3 separate regions of the Mus musculus genome follow, and regions 1 and 3 are each linked to region 2. The links are chromatin contacts, called in public ChIA-PET and Hi-C maps. All regions are on one chromosome and are shown on one strand. Each heading gives the region's core, a stretch centred on a gene start, on an enhancer-like site or on the middle of the called end of the contact. The rest is flanking DNA. Distances are from core to core; before and after follow the strand shown.

The links. A called contact is a pair of places that touch in the nucleus more often than the background predicts. ChIA-PET counts read pairs in DNA pulled down with a chosen protein or histone mark.
Region 1: an RNA polymerase II ChIA-PET map of memory CD8 T cells shows a contact between it and region 2, with 113 read pairs. The contact joins the enhancer-like site here to the promoter of Fubp1 in region 2. A contact is called at or near these places in 1 of 39 promoter capture datasets (pre-B cells) and 4 of 115 datasets of contacts at active chromatin or transcription factors (bone marrow-derived macrophages, effector CD8 T cells, memory CD8 T cells and 1 more).
Region 3: a contact with region 2 is called in a Hi-C map of the G1E-ER4 cell line, with 5 times the contacts expected there. The contact joins the enhancer-like site here to the promoter of Fubp1 in region 2. A contact is called at or near these places in 4 of 39 promoter capture datasets (the C10 cell line, cranial neural crest, liver and 1 more), 1 of 484 Hi-C or Micro-C datasets (the G1E-ER4 cell line) and 9 of 115 datasets of contacts at active chromatin or transcription factors (the HPC-7 cell line, the SCID.adh cell line, bone marrow-derived macrophages and 5 more).

The regions. Positions count from the first base shown.
Region 1 is chr3:152,927,403-152,930,408 of GRCm38.p6, forward strand. All of the region lies in intron 2 of St6galnac5 (ST6 (alpha-N-acetyl-neuraminyl-2,3-beta-galactosyl-1,3)-N-acetylgalactosaminide alpha-2,6-sialyltransferase 5), which reads right to left. The region is part of intron 2 of Gm46830 (a long non-coding RNA gene); the gene reads left to right. Among named protein-coding and RNA genes, the nearest start is that of Gm46830, 29 kb to the left of the region's middle. Within about 2 kb of position 1,394, at least 80 of the 459 cell types and tissues checked have an H3K27ac peak or open chromatin away from gene starts, as enhancers often do. A contact at or near this core is called in bone marrow-derived macrophages, effector CD8 T cells, memory CD8 T cells and 1 more, where this site is marked.
Region 2 is chr3:152,208,843-152,211,691 of GRCm38.p6, forward strand. It overlaps Fubp1 (far upstream element (FUSE) binding protein 1), which reads left to right and starts at 1,580. Exons shown (of 20, transcript NM_057172.4): 1 at 1,580-1,858. The coding sequence starts at 1,751. It overlaps Gm40180 (a long non-coding RNA gene), which reads left to right. Exons shown (of 3, transcript XR_867759.3): 3 at 1-46. It also overlaps a transcript of Dnajb4 not described here.
Region 3 is chr3:152,748,200-152,751,157 of GRCm38.p6, forward strand. All of the region lies in intron 9 of Pigk (phosphatidylinositol glycan anchor biosynthesis, class K), which reads left to right. Among named protein-coding and RNA genes, the nearest start is that of Gm40181, 6.4 kb to the right of the region's middle. Within about 2 kb of position 1,347, at least 9 of the 459 cell types and tissues checked have an H3K27ac peak or open chromatin away from gene starts, as enhancers often do. A contact at or near this core is called in the G1E-ER4 cell line, where this site is marked.

The DNA.
Region 1 (3,006 bases), core at 144-2,643, 720 kb after region 2:
CTTCATCTGGTAAGAAGTGACCGGATGGATTTGGGAATGCTTATTGTTGAGCATGGGAGAAATGCTAAACATGGCATGTCGAGGAAATCAATCTAATACGCATATATTAAGAGAAGCAGGGCTTAATTGTACTCGTGGCTGCACCAGCAGGGGCTGGAGAGGGCTAGGCTTTATAGGCACCCACTGTTCTCTGTAACTTGAATTAAAAGGCATCAAAATGCCTTGGTCTACTGGTTGCTCTAGGCCTTTATTGGAAACCCTGAGTGTTTTTCTATAGATCCTAGCACCAGAGGTCTGTAGTTCTTGTGATAGCTTAGCAACCCAAGTTTTTGACCTGTGGGCAATTTCTCCTCTACAAGGGGGAAAAGAAAAGAAATTAACCAAATAATTTAAATCTAACAACAAAGTAATAAAATGCCAATTTCATTCTGAAGTTAATGGCATTACTTCAAGTTATTTAGCACTTCGTAGCAGAATAACTCGCCAACCTGCACTTTGCATATACATATTTATTGAATTCACCAAGAGTGTGCTCTGCACATTGACTGCCCATGATTTGTGCCTAAATAATAACTCCTGAATAGAACTCACTGCTTTATGGGTCTTTGGTGGGATTTTTGAAAAATAAATTCTGCACAAGGGGTGGCATTAAAAGGGAAAAAAAGAAATATAATGTGATTTTCCTCCTATGCAGGCACAGCGTTAGCTTCCTTTTATTAATCCGAGCAATGAAAATCACTTTGACACATTGTTGTTATTTATTATTTATTTTCACATCTTTCTTTAAAAGGCGGGGTGTGTCCATTTTAACACACTGCTAGAGTCTTCAGAGTCTGTGAGACTGAGTACACAGAACCAAGCCCAGGACGACACGCTGCGGAGCCAGCTCCTCACGCAACCATGTTTATTGCGTGCCCGCTGGCCTGGAGTGCAGAAGTAACTCCTATTAAATTAGCAATCAAGCAAAGCAAAGCTTGAGTCACAGAACAACCCAAAGCACAATGGGATGAACGTGGTGACGGCCAACTCCTTGAGTGCTGTGTATAGCTTTTAAATGTTACCTACAAATTTATAATGTCCCTGATTAGCTTGAAATGTCAAAATCGTAGCTGAAGACCCCACAGAGGATTTCTAAAGGGCGAGGTGCCTTTCCTTTCTTTCTTTTTCTTTTTGCTTTGCTTTCTTCTTTTCCCTCCTCTAGATTCGTCAGAACTAGCTAGCAAAAGCTCCCCGCTTAGCCTGCTAATGACTATCAGAAATATTCACAGTGTTCCCTGGGTTTCTTCTCTTCTCGCGTGGTCAGGCTTTAACATGCAGTCCTTAGTCTCAGCCTAATTACTCACATTTGAAGCGGGAACCTCACATCTGTCACAAAGCTCTTAGGCCACTTTTAGGAAGGCCTTGCTGTCAACAACAGGAAGTGGGAGGAGGGGTTGGGGGTGGACTCTCTTATCTCAGACAATATGTGGAATTGCACCTGACTGACAAAGCCACTGAAGAAGCTGGTGATAATATTATTACAGTAGCTACCATATGTCTTACATCAAATGCGGCTCTAGCTTTATCATTTTCACTGGGGCTCTCTAGAAGGAGATGGGAGAGAGCTGCCGCAGAGATCTGGCTCTCCACTGAAATGCAGGCTTCCTGCTCCTCTATAAAGGAAACAACTAAAACTCCATTTGCATCAAGAACCGAGAGCCCTAGGTTAATTACAGGTAAGGGTATGTTTACATTCCCCAGGGCTAGCTACTGACAGGTTTTATTTCTGAGGGAAAAAAAAAAATGCTGCTGCAGTTTGACTAAATCCACAGGTCTTTTTTTTTTTTTCCACTCTTAAAATTCTGTGTGGCCGAAAGGAACCCATCACTCAAAGATCTTTCAAAGGTAACCTGGAAAACCTTCATTTTCCAGAGTCTGAATGCAGTTAGAGAACCCAAAGTTCAGACCCGGAAGCCTAAACAAAAGAAGACATGGGAGGTCGATACCTTTGTGAGGCTCAAAAGAGGGCGGGTGGCCTCGGGGCATGATGATGGTGACATAATCGGCCAATTAAAACCTTGAGACAAAGTCTGAGCCATACAGGTGCAGAGCCCAGGATGCTGTGAGCTAAGACTAGTCAGCCGGACAATAGTATCAAAGAGCTAACTTCCCAGGTGGGTAACATGCTTGCTTTGAAAGGACCAGGACACGTGCTAGATCCCAGAACAGATGTAAAAAGTAGGGAGAGGCAATGTGCACTTGCAATCCAGCACACAGGGAGACGGAGACAGGCGGGTCGCTGGGGCTGACTAACAAACCTCTTCAAGGCCAGTGAGAGGACTTGTTACAAAGAAACAAACAAAAAGATGGGTGTTATCTGAGGTATGACTGCTAAGGTTGTCCTCTGATCGCCACATACACACACCACTTCCCACATCTGCAAGGCTTCTAGCTTCATCCCTTTCTTTTCTTTCTTCCTCCCTCTCTCCCTCTTCCCCTCCCTGCTGTGGATGGCTCTATGCTGCTTGCTCTCTCAGGACAGTAATGTACTCAGGTGGCTTCTTGTGAACCAATCCTCTAATGAATAAAGGAGCCAATCACTGGGCGAGTAGGCGGGACTTCCGGGTTGGACTGAAGAAGAGGGCAAAGCAGGAGAGAGTTAGGTCCTCTTTGGAACAGACTGCAGAGGGGTAAGGTGTAGCTGTTAGAGTTTCCCAGGCCATTGCCCACCAGCCAGCCAAGAGTTAGAGGCACAAGTGCGGGAGCATGATGGTTCTTCATTTTTTAATATTTCCCACAGCACCGCCCTCCCTCTTTTCCTCTCCCTCTTCCTCCCCTCCCTCTCTCCCTCTTTTCCTCCCCCTCTTCCTCCTCTGTCCTTCCTTTTCGCCTAGTACCAGAGGGAATGATGGATCAGCCAAGCTAACCTTAGCAACTGTCAGGGCCGTAGCTCCTCTGTAGGTTGTTAAGTTACTTCTTTAGGTTTAGATTCAGTTTTCCAAAGCCACGAACCACAGATACGATGCC
Region 2 (2,849 bases), core at 330-2,829:
GTCTAAGCTGATCCCAAAGTATTCCATACTACAATACTCACCTTCCCGGTATGCAGTGTTGTAAAAAATGAGAAATGAAGGTCCTTTCAATATTTAGAAAAAATCTAAACGATAATTGGTTATAGGGGGAATAAATAAAACTCTGAATTATTTCAACCAGACATCTAACTAGTATACAAATCTAATTAGTGAATAAAAACATCAATTACTGATGAGTAAATGCTATTTGCTGGGCAAACTTCCTTAAAACGCGACTGAAATACTCTCATTAGCTAGTTTTCCTACATATTGCTATGATTAAATCTGTAGCCCAATACCTTTACTGTTTTTCTAAATCCACGGACATTCCTAGACATCCATGAACAGGTTAAACAGGTCAAACTGAGCTATCAAATGGCTAAGACAGAGCTGGTTTTAAGAAAATCATGCTGTTTGTATCTGCCAGCACCTGACTTAGTAACTGATAGTGGGTACTGGACACATAGTTTCCGGCTATCGGAAAGCCAAGGGAACATATTTCTCTCATTCTAAGATTGGTGTTAAGAAAAATGCTTCTTAGACTGAGAGGGGGGAAACGTCATACATTAGACAGTCCATTTTGCCTTTTTCTTAGCTAAACTGAGAGCAGGGATCATTGTGGCATACTAAGTATAAACAGAATAAAGGCCCAAGAACCCTCATTCACCGTAGTAATTGCCAGCATTAGGCTAGCATGGCTAAGACACGCTCAGGAATGGTCTGGAGAAACGTGGTTATTGGCATATATGACAAATATTAGAAACTGCCTGCAAAGCCAACTAGTCCAGAAATGAAAATTCAGACCATGACATTGATCTGACTACCCGCAGGGGCGCGGGGGGGGGGGTGGGGAAAACGCAGTAAAGCCGGTTTGTGTCAGGAGCATGACACGTTCGTGACATAAGGGGCACATGGTAAGACTGGCCAAAGACACGCAACGCTAGGTGTCTACATACTGGATGTGCAACACTCACGTTTTTAAAGGACAAAGGGCGGTCATACTTTCACCATCCGCTCGCCCACACTATTTTACATAAGAGACTCAGTAGGCAATCGGCTCGAGAACTAAGGGCCCGGTGGTCTGAGTTCCTCCCCGCTTGTGACCGGCCCGGGTGGAGACATGGGCAGAGGCAGCTCGGCGCCCCGGAGCATGGTGGGCTCCCGCCGCCGGGCCGCAGACGGTTCCGCAGCGTCGCCGCGGACGCCCCGCACGCCCCGTGCGCGCGGCCCTCGGGCTGTGCGGCCGCGCGACACTGTTGCGTGACGTCCCCGCCCGACGACGTCAGGCCCCTTACTACGGAAACACGGAAGGACACTAGCTAGCTCCCTGATCCGCGACGGCCTTTCCAAGTCCCCTACAAGCGCGGGCGGCACACTTCCCGGGCGCCACTGCCTCAGCCGCCGAGGCGAGGGAACAATGGCCCGCACTCGCGCTGCGAGGAGGCGCCCAGAGAGACCCTACTCTCGTGGGAGCCCGGTCAAGTCTCGCGATATTCTTCGCCCGGCGTCCCTTCTCTGTACCCTCCACCCCCTCTTCACCCCCCGCCAATCGCGCGTCAGCGCTGAAACATCGCGGGATTTCCGTCTGCCAGTCTCCGCCCCTTTACGGCACGATGGTCGTGCAAGAATGTGATAGAGCCTCGACGGCCGCCATCTTCTTCCTTTCTTAGCAGTTAACCGAGAGCGGCGCCTCCCTCCGCGAGGAAACGGCAGCGTGTGCTGTAGCGTGGGTATGGCCGACTACTCCACAGTGCCTCCGCCGTCGTCTGGCTCGGCTGGCGGCGGCGGCGGCGGAGTCGTTAACGACGCTTTCAAAGATGCCCTGCAGAGAGCGCGGCAGGTAAGCGTGGACCGACCGCGCGGCGGCTTCCCCTCCCCGACCCCCGAGAGCCGCCGGCGGGGCAGGTCCGGCCCTGCTCGCACTCGCGGCTGCCGCCCGAGGAGATGGCGTCTTCTCACGAGGGGTCCCAGCGGCTCGAGGCCGAGCCCGTTGTCGTGGTCTGAAGCGCCCCCCCCTCCCACGCGCTCTCCCCGAGCGTGGCCTCCACTTCCGCCCCGCGCGCGCGGCCTCGCCGCCCCGTGCGCCCTGCCTGCCCCGGCTCCCTCGGCTCCGGTTCCGCCCGACCCAGGCGCGTGGAAGGTTCTGGGCGCTCAGGTCACGGCGAGGGCAAGCCAGGGAGGGCCGGCTGCCTGGCTAGCGGTCCCCGCCGCTTCCCGCGCCGCCGAGCTCTCCACCCTCGCCGTAATTAGCCTAACGTTCCCCGCGGCGTTCACCAGCGAGGCTCTCCCCGGGGCGGGATCTGCGTGCGATCCACCAATCCTTTCCCCAGCTCCAAATGGCCCCGGGCCCTTTCTTCCCCAGCCTTGAGTTTGAATCTGCCTCTCTCTTCCCAAGTCGAAGCCTCCAACCTCTTTGTGCTACGTAGGGACGTACTGTTGCCTCGAATGGCAACCATTTTCCCAGATGAAAAGGGTTGGATAGATAAGAGTCCTTGCATTTGACACCCCCCCCCCAATAACCTGAACGTCAATGTCTTCAAGTAGCCCCCGCCCCCGACTTCTTTGTAGCTTAAAAATGTATAATGTTGCCTTGCCGGGTGGGGTGGTGCTCGACTTTAGTCCCAGCACTCGAGAGACAGAGCCTGGCAGGTCTCTTGAGTTTGAGGCCAGTCAAAACGGCCAAGAGGGACCTGTCTCAAAAAAAAAAGTATGTTATGGAATTTGCCTGTAAGGTAAAATAAACCCTTATGGCTCTGTTGTAGTTGCTAGACATGAGCAGGTTTTTAAAGCCAGCTTTGACTATACTGGAAACTTCCTTCAGGACCGAAAGA
Region 3 (2,958 bases), core at 97-2,596, 540 kb after region 2:
CAGTTACCAGGTACTTCTGTGGGAGCTATAGCAGTGCATTTCTAGCATGTATCTCTAGCACTGCCTGAAACCTGGGCTGCTCAAACTCCAGAACACCTTTCTGGATCACCCGTGGCAGCGTGCATGATGGGATGGATATATAGTTGCAGTACTGAATTAAGAGAAGTAAATTAAAATGCCAGGAAGGATTTCCCTGTGAAGGCTTCGGTGGCAGGATCACATTTCTTGTTTTACAATTCAAAGCCTTATTTTATTTGTTCTTTCCTTTTCCTTTCCTTTCTTTTCTCTTCTTTTCCAATTTCCTATGGCTGTCGGCCTATAAAACTATGAAGGCAGCAGATAAGAGCAATAGAAATTTGAATTTCATTTCATTTTTAAAACAATAGCTTCATATCTTAAGCTGTTGCCCGTGTGTGGGATATGTTCTCTAGCTGGGCTGCCTTGTCTGGCCTCAGTGGGAGATGATGCGCCTCGCCTCACAGAGACTTGATGTGACCCAGGGAGGCCCCACCCACTCAGAGGAGAAGGGAAGGAGGTGGGGAGGATTGTGGGAGGGGGTGACTAAGAGGGGTTCAATGAGCAGGATGTAAAGTGAATATATAAAACAGTAAAAAGCCATCCAGAGACTGCCCCACCCGGGTATCCATCCCATAATGAGCCACCAAATGCAGACACTATTGCATATGCCAGCAAGATTTTGCTGAAAGGACCCTGATATAGCTGTCTCTTGTGAGGCTATGCCAGTGCCTGGCAAATACAGAAGTGGATGCTCACAGTCATCTATTGGATGGAACACGAGACCCCCAATGAAGGAGTTAGAGAAAGTACCCAAGGAGCTGAAGGGGTCTGCAACCCTATAGGTGGCACAACAATATGAACAAACCAGTACCCCAGAGCTCTTGACTCTAGCTGCATATGTATCAAAAGATGACCTAGTCGGCCATCACTGGGAAGAGAGGCCCCTAGGTCTTATAAACTATGTGCCTCAGTACAGGGGAATGCCAGGGCCAGGAAGTGGGAGTGGGTGGGTAGGGGAGCAGGGCAGGGGGAGGGTAACAGGGAACTTTCGGGATAGCATTTGAAATGTAAATAAAGAAAATATCTAAAAAAAAAGCAGTAAAAAATAGAAAAGGAAAAGGAGGCCGACCCAGCAGCTTCAACATTACCCTTGTAAAAGTTGCCAGCCTGTGCTGTAGGACGTTAGTAACCTGGACTAGGATTCAGGACGTTTAGCCTTAATCTCCTATCAGACTCGCTTTATAAGTTCCCTTGACTTTAAGCCTTAAAGGCCGTTTGCTCCCCTTTAGCCACCTGAACATGGATTTACTGTTTATTAGAGACAAGGGCGTTGTTAGATTTTAGCTCTTATCTCAGAGGAGACTGAGCTGTGTGTATCATGAGGAGGCTGAGGAGGCTGTAGTGACCTTGGAGTAAGTGCTGCTATACACTCTGGAAGAATGGGGCTCTGATGCTTCAGTTTTCTTTATGTATTTGTTTGAAAGCAAAATTCTTAGTGCTGACAATTGTCTCAGTTTATATTTGAGAATAAAATTAAGTTTTACAGCTGCATACTAAGGTCTGTTGTCTTAGAGCGCCCTCTAGTGCTTGCAAATAAATTTTATTTAGGATCTTGTCATTTACCTGGTGATATTATTATAATTTTGTGCACTGGTGTTCCACTAACTGTTTAAAGGTTCATGTAGGAAGACTGCACCCAAGAGTTAGATATTCTGTGCAATATGCTGAGATCGCTCTCAGAAGCATTGCTGTCTCCTTCATTCAGTTATCATGAGAATTTCATTTCTGTCTTGCTCTAGGCACTTTTACAGGCATTATCTCATGTGTGCAGCTGCTGTTCACATGCAGATATGAATCACAGTTTATGTAGAGGAAAGTTTATCTACCAAGAAGCAGAAATCACAAAAACACATTTTGTGACGGTAGTTGTGGATTCAGTGTTATTGTTTCAGATCTTAGACCAGCAGTATTAATACAGTGTTACTAAAAATACTAGTTACATCTTTTAAAATACATTCTCACACAATGGACACAATGCAGTATATTGGTTTGGATTGGCTGTTTTATATTTTTGTGCAGTGACTTAGCACTTAGTATCTTAGTCACATAGAATGAAATCATTAGTATGTAACTCTAACTGAAGCAGCTCTAGGAAGCAGAGTTCTCATGTGTGTCCTGGGACTTAGGCATGCTGAGGTGACCTCATGGAGCCACAGGGAACAGAAGAGGACAGACGGCTCCTTGACTCGGTTAATTCCTCCCGACAATTAATTATGTTTTATACCTCTTGTGCTATTATTTTATTAGTGAAATTCATGTATGTTGACCCTAGCTATAGTTTTTCATTAAAAAGATACATTAAAGTTGAGCAGTGGTGGCACGTTCCATCAATCCCAACATTCAGGAGGCAGAGACAGGCAGATTTCTGAGTTTAAGGCCACATTGGTGTACAGAGTGGGTTCCAGGACAGCCAGAGCTCTACACAGAAGCCCTGTCTTGAAAAAACAAAAACAAACAAAACAAAACAACAAAAGATACATTGTATGAAACCTTCAAAGAATAAAAATATTTTTAAATAAAGGATAATTTCTTTAATAGAATGCCTTTTAATGTGCATTTCAGTACTCTGACAAATATATACAACTGAGCAACCATTTCAATCTGTCATGCTAAGGACTTTGTGTGCTCAGATGCCCTGACTGTTTCCTGGGTCCAGGGTTTGCCTTCTGTAGACCAGCATGTACGTGGAGCATGGGCTGTAGCGCTCTGTGAATGTGACCTCTGTCTCTTGTGTAGTACGTGTGCATTGGTGTTGATGTCTCAGCAGCACCTTATGCCTCAGAAGTAGACTTTGGCTGCTTAGCCTACAAATTGTCCCTTCACTAACGGAGGCCATTTCCCCCCATCGCAGATTTTGGGAATCATTTAAAATAAAATGCA